2 separate regions of the Mus musculus genome follow, and region 2 is linked to region 1. Evidence: chromatin contacts called from public Hi-C data. All regions are on one chromosome and are shown on one strand. The core of a region is the stretch at or near the end of the contact, and the rest is flanking DNA. Distances in the headings are between cores, read along the strand shown.

Region 1 (3,227 bases), core at 446-2,945:
ATGTACAAAGACCTAGAGAACAAGGTTAGTTGTCAGTTCACAGACACCCTTTTTTGAGACAGTCTTTCACTGTCCTGAGCCTGCCAAACAGGTTAGGCTGGCTCTCCCCCCTGTCTCCATCTTTCCAGAACTATTCCAAGTATCACACCTGGATTTTTTTTTTCCTGGTGATACTGGGAATTGAACCTAGGACTTCACGCATGAGAGGTAAGTGTTCTAACCACTGAACCACAGCCCCAGCTCATGCCTGACTTTTCTTATGTGAGTTCTAGGGGGGTGGGGGGGAGGTTGACTTCAGATGTTCATACTTGCAAGGTAAATACTTTAGAGACTTAGTCACCTGCCCAGCCCCCAAATATGAATTTAGTTAACTCTCACCATAGCCCTCTATGGTAGTCACCATTTCATTTTGACCCCAGAGGGATGAGCTCAGGTATGGACAGCTCTGTGAATTAAGAAGTAGAGACTTCTCTAGCTACAAAGGCCTGGCACCTGCTCAGGTCCAGAACTTTCTTATACTTGCTCACTCCGTCAAATCTAAGGAATTTGAGAAGAAGTTTTGAAATCTGTGATTCATCCATTACACTGGGATCACGTGATACAACAGTAGTTTTGTGAGCCATCACTTGCTCCCTGCCACCAAGGAAGACCATTCTTCCATGGAACGAAACAGAGTGTCCTTGTGGAGTGGCGGAGCTGCTTGGGAAGAGTGTGTGGCAGGGCCATGGGGGAGGAGCGCTAGAAAATGTTCAGTATTCATGTCCTCGATGATCTTAATAGCATGCCCATTGTGCAACGAAGAGCTTCGGAGGACCGGACAAAAGGGACTTAGCTCAAGTGACTGTGGGGGAACACAGAGTGATGCCATGCTTAAAGCCGGGAGGGTCAACAGGCCTGAGAGACAGGGAACAGGCCCTGGGGGACATTTGGTCTCATTTGGTTGGTTGGCAAATGACCACACGTGAAGCTGGTGACCAGAATAAAGGCTGGGATGCCCAGGTGGGCATGTTCACTCATAGTCACTCCTTGGTAATTCAATGGCACTCCGCAGACACCCAGACTAGCTCAGGTAGCTCTTCCCCACGCTGCAAATGTATTCTCCCCAGTCAGTCAGGTCATACAGAGCCTGAACTCACCCCACAGTGGGGTGTGGGGCTTTCTGCCTTTAGTGATCAGGTGTTCCTACTAATGAGGTGTTGCTGGGAAAGTAGGTGACAGAGAAATATACAGCACACAAGAGAAGGAAGGTGTCTATTACCCGCCAGCAGACAGAAGACATTTCTTTGGCCTGTATAGTAGCAGGGGCAGCCTTTGTAGCTGGAGAAGGTTCCACTTCTTAATAAAAAGAACTCTGTGGGTCCTTCTCGGGAAGGTAAGATGACTGGTCCTGTCTGGGTCCCTCTCGGGAAGGCCGGATGGCTGGCCCTGTCATGTAGAAGCTCTGGAAAGGTGACATGGTGCACAGTGAAAACGTCCCAGAGTGGAGGAGTCACATGGGCTTTTCTTCTGCTTTGTTTTGGCTTTTCAGTTTTATGTGCATGCGTGTGTGTGTGTGTGTGTGTGTGTGTGTGTGTGTGTGTTTGTGTGTGTGTGTGTGTGTGCTGAAACCGGGCAATCAGAGCAGTTCTGCTTTCTCCAATAGAACAGAGCTCCATCTGTCCTTCACTCTTCTCCCAGCTGCTTTCGAGGCCGCTCAGTCAGCTTCCTTCTCACTTCTTTCACAAAACCTTTTTCAGGACATTCTCCAAAATCCTGGCTTCTGTGCCCACTCCGATATTTCCCAGTTTCATTTTACACATCAGCTTTCCGCCTTGAAAATCTCGGTTGACTGTCTTTCTTCTGTTATAAATAAACTTGTGTATTTGCAGCAAAATGGAAACCCAGTCCACTCTTTCTACCTGAGCTGCACTGTTAAACAAGAGTTAACTTGGTCTGGAGATGGGGATGGACAGCTCAGTGAATAAAGTGGATTCGCTGTGCAAGCATTCTGATCAGTTTGGATCCCAGGAGCCCGTGTGAAAAGCCAGGCAGGCATAGTTGCTACCTGTAACCCCAGCAAGCAGGAGGCAGAGGTAAGCTGACTAGCTAGACTAGCCAGCATTGGCTAGGTCTGGATTCATCCAAAGACTCTGCTTTAAAAAGTGGAAGTGATGGATGGAGATGCCTGAAGCCAATGCCAGGCCTTCACATGTATTTGCTAACACAAAGATTCGTTCGTATACACAAGTGACTCTGCACATGAAATACACATAGACACATTCATGCATGCCACACACATACACATGCAGAGCTTGAAAGAGAGACAGAGACAGGGAGGGAGGGAGAGAGAGAGAGAGAGGGAGAGAGAAAGAGAGAGAGAGAGAGAGAGATTTTATTTTGAGCTCACATCCAAACAAAACAAGTCCATGTGGGTAGCAAACAGGTATCTCACAGCAATATTTTCCACGAACCGTGCAAACATTCATCAGAGAGTAGATAGCTATGTGTATATATTTTACTAGAGGATCATCTGAGGGATGAACTCCAGCAAGGGAAGTGAGTGAGTCTCTGTGGAGCGCAGAATCAGGCCATCTTAGAAATGTACTTTTGAATAACAGAGACCAGACAAAAAGGGCGTGTGATATATGATCATGCTTATGTGAAGTTCAAGACCAGCAAGCACTACTCAATCAGAAACAAGAATAGACCTATGTTTACAGTGGGAGGGACAGAGGGTCAGGGGATGCTGTGTGGGTGTCCTGAATTATTTTGGCATTGGCAGCCACTTTCATTGTTCACTTGGTAGAGATTTTTTTTTTTCGTGTGGGTTTTGTGCTCTTTCCAAAATGCAAATTTTATGTTATAATAATGAATTTGTTTGAAAACCACACAAAACCCAGAATGATCTCTTGTTTAATGAAGAAGTCAGTCCCTAAAATCTCATAGTGAAATCTCTGTATAGCTGGCCTCTATATCTGCCAATTATACATTCTTGAATTTACCCAGTCAGAGACCAAGAAGCTAGTTGGTCTACAATGGTTGTATCTGTACCACAGACATGCCAACTTTCCCCATCTTGTCTCACTCCAAAGATGCATCGGAATAGCAACCGTCCACGTGATGTCCATATTGCATCATGCATCCTATGCCGTCTCACCATGACTTAAACATAGGCAGATGAGGGCTGGTGAGATGGCTCAGTGAGTAAGAGCACCCGACTGCTCTTCCGAAGGTCCAGAGTTCAAATC
Region 2 (3,227 bases), core at 538-3,037, 210 kb before region 1:
CCACTCCTAAACAAAGAACAGCTTTCCTGTCTGAGCTCATGGCTGATTCTTTGCTGGCTGGAATTTCTAATACACTTCCCTATGTTGGGATTACATGTGTCATGGACCAAATTTGGCTTTTATTTTTAAACTTAAATTCTGGGGATTGAAGTCAGAGCCCCAGGCTTACGTGTGGACATCTTGCAAACTCACAGATCTCCAAGATCAACCATAGCCAAGGTCGCCTAAGGTGGCTTTCCTACTGACCAACACAGAAGCTGCCTATTCTTGCTTCCATCCTACCTCAATGGCCCCACCTCATTCCTGGGGGCTGGGCTTGACTGTACTGGCCTTGCCAGCCAGTAACCTCACCTGGGCATTTGAGCATGCACAGGGGTGTGCGGGCATAGATACAGACAGAGGAGATTTCGGGAACATCTGTCTAAAGGAGGTTATTGTTTTGTTTTGTTTCCTGGTGCGGGGGGGGGGGGGGGGAGGGGGGGAAGCAGAGTGTGAAGAACGTGGGCAGACAGGGAAAGTACGAGCAGGCTCTCAGAGATGGTTAGTTCTTGTTCCCAGAAAACACTGAGAGGAGGAACTGTGGGAAGCTGTGGGGGCAGGTGTCTAGGCATATCCAGTAGGGGAAAGGCGAAGATGCAGGAGTCCTGTAAAGACCCAAGCTGGCATCTGGTTAATAGACTTCCAGCCTGGCCCCACTCATTTTAGTTCTTTGTGTGGAGGAACTACTGACATCTCTTAGACATTTGTCATCCAGTTACAGTGGAACCAAGGACCACACATGCCTAGGGAAGTGCTTCACCCCTCACTGCACCCCCAGTCCTTAGCTTAGATATCCTTATCTAAGAATTTGGGCCAATCTTCACTGAACTCTTTGGTAACAGTATAGTAAGAGATTGAAACATCATCCATGGAGCCTATGCCTTCCTTTATTATATAACATGATGGTACCCAGCAAACTGGAAGGTTGCTGAAAACAAACATTTCACCTCAGATGGGCGATAGGAACTCTGATGCTGTCTTCTATTTCAGCTTAGAGTGTGAACTCGCCCAGATCATCTCTCACTCTGAATTTATCATCAAGTCCACTTCCTGTTATTGTTACTTCAACACTGGAGAGCAACATTTACTTTCCAGAAGTTTTCATTTAACCTTAATAAAGACTAAACCCACACAGATCTACTCTTTAAAAAAAATAAACATTTTAGACATTCATCTGAACACAAATCTGCTTGGTTAAAGAACATTACCTAATAATTTCATAATATTAGCATCTATCTAATTATATCCTTTGGCCACTCCAGGCATGATCACCGGCTTTTGAAATTCAGATGGTGAACTTGGACTGACCCTGTAGCCCCCATGGGACCCAAGTGGCCTGCAGCCTGATTTTGCTGTGCACAGCAGAGAGAGGGTAATTTGACATCCTGCTCTTTTGTTTGGGGTCTGTGGGCTCTGGACAGCACTTACGTCTCATCTGTGAATGCTATTCCAAAGTACTCCTTCTCCTTCAGGTTGAAATGAGAGGCCACGAGGTCAAGAAGCTCCTTGGCCAAAAGCTTGGGCTGGAAGAAGAACACAGAAGGGAAGATTAACTCACGAGAGACTTTTGCTAAGTCACGTCATCATCTTGGGTCTCTAGCATGTTCTCAGTGAAATGCCTGAGAACTCAGGCACACTGCAGAAACACAAATGACTTTTGTAAAATCCAAAGAGAGGCTTGGATGTGGTTCAGTTGGAAGGAAGGTTCTTGCCTGGCACGCACAAAGCCCTGTGTTTAATCATCCAAGCAGCATAAAACTGGTTGTCATGGTGCATGAGTACTTCATGGGGTTCCACGAGAAATAGAGGCAGGAGGAGCAGGAGTTCATGATTATCTTCTGCTGCATAGCAAGTTTGAGGCTATCCTGGGCTACATGAGGTACACAGAGAGATGAAGCCAAGAGTGAGGGAGGAAGAGAGAGAATAGAGAAGGAGAAAGACCAAAAGAAACAGACCATTAGGATGCTGCTGTATAAAACAGCCAAGTGGGAAGTCTTGGCAGCAACTGGAGGCTCAGTAAGATTGGTTCTGTCAACAAATGACATTTTTGCTCTTTAGTGGGTCTGTCCAGCCTGGTGTCTTTCCTTCCCTACCTTATACTGCTCTGACAGGAAGAGTTCTTGGTCTATTTAGCAAACACAGGCAGACCCCTTCCTATTCTTGGAATAAGGTTACTTTCTGATCTACCCAGTGTAATTGGAAAATGTTAAGCCCAAATTTATTGAATATGAATACCAGAGTTTAGCAACACATGGCTACAGGTATGAGCTCAAGGGTACCCTGAATGCAGCCCATGACAAAATGGCAAACTTACTTAAGATCATGAGCTACATTGAAAGGTTAAACACACCCTCCCCAGTGTGGCTGCTTCTGCCTGGTGATCACATTGGGCTCTGGCTCTTGGCATCCTTAGAGATTGTAGCACACAGCCTGACCCAGAGAAACCATCCAGATACAAAATTCAAAGCACGATTTTTACTGAACAAAGACTGCATTTGTACTATTGTCAAGTCTAACATCCCTACACTGACCTGCCTGATGGGTCAGGAGCTGTCCTCGCTGTGTGGTAGGCACTGTGCTAAGCACTTTTTACACATTGTTTAACCTCATAATCCTGTGAGATTGTCCATTGTGCAGGGCAGACACAGGCCCAGGGATCAGGCAGTTGTTTCTGCCTCCTCTTCTATCAGTGAGCAGCAGCTCAGAAGTGAAAACCACTTAGAACCCCATGGGGTTGAAGTGACAGTAACACTTCCTTCCCTGGAAATGAGAGACCAATGGGAAACCCTCTTACACACGTTCGGGACCGGCCAGGAAAGACGCAACAAACCGGAATCTTCTGCGGCAAAGCTTTATTGCTTACATCTTCAGGAGCCAGAGAGCAAGAGAGCAAGAGCAAGAGCTCTATTGCTTACATCTTTAGGAGCCAGAGCGCAATAGAGCAAGAGCAAGAGCAAGAGCAAGAATGGCGAAACCCCGTCCCTTTTAAGGAGAATTATCCTCCGCCTAGGACGTGTCACTCCCTGATTGGCTGCAGCCCATCGGCCGAGTTGTCATCACAGGGAAGGCAGAGCACATGGGGTGGAGAACTACCCTTGGCACATGCGCAGATTATTTGTTTACCACTTAGAACACAGGATGTCAGCGCCATCTTGCAACGGCGAATGTGAGGGCGGCTCCCCACAAAA

Evidence for each region. A called contact is a pair of places that touch in the nucleus more often than the background predicts.
Region 2: a Hi-C map of cortical neurons shows a contact between it and region 1, with 2.1 times the contacts expected there. The contact joins two enhancer-like sites. A contact is called at or near these places in 3 of 484 Hi-C or Micro-C datasets (bone marrow-derived macrophages, cortical neurons and nephron progenitors), 3 of 115 datasets of contacts at active chromatin or transcription factors (cardiomyocytes, heart atrium and pancreatic cancer cells) and 2 of 9 other capture datasets (adipose tissue and pancreatic islet).

The regions. Positions count from the first base shown.
Region 1 is chr2:4,266,024-4,269,250 of GRCm38.p6, reverse strand. All of the region lies in intron 1 of Frmd4a (FERM domain containing 4A), which reads right to left. Gm39752 (a long non-coding RNA gene) reads right to left here. Exons shown (of 2, transcript XR_865942.2): 2 at 1-3,227. Among named protein-coding and RNA genes, the nearest start is that of Gm39752, 20 kb to the right of the region's middle. Within about 2 kb of position 1,695, at least 6 of the 459 cell types and tissues checked have an H3K27ac peak or open chromatin away from gene starts, as enhancers often do. A contact at or near this core is called in cortical neurons, where this site is marked.
Region 2 is chr2:4,471,456-4,474,682 of GRCm38.p6, reverse strand. Frmd4a (FERM domain containing 4A) reads right to left here. Exons shown (of 23, transcript NM_172475.3): 3 at 1,468-1,562. It overlaps Gm39751 (a long non-coding RNA gene), which reads left to right. Exons shown (of 5, transcript XR_865941.3): 5 at 1,302-3,227. Among named protein-coding and RNA genes, the nearest start is that of Gm39751, 41 kb to the left of the region's middle. Within about 2 kb of position 1,787, at least 21 of the 459 cell types and tissues checked have an H3K27ac peak or open chromatin away from gene starts, as enhancers often do. A contact at or near this core is called in cortical neurons, where this site is marked.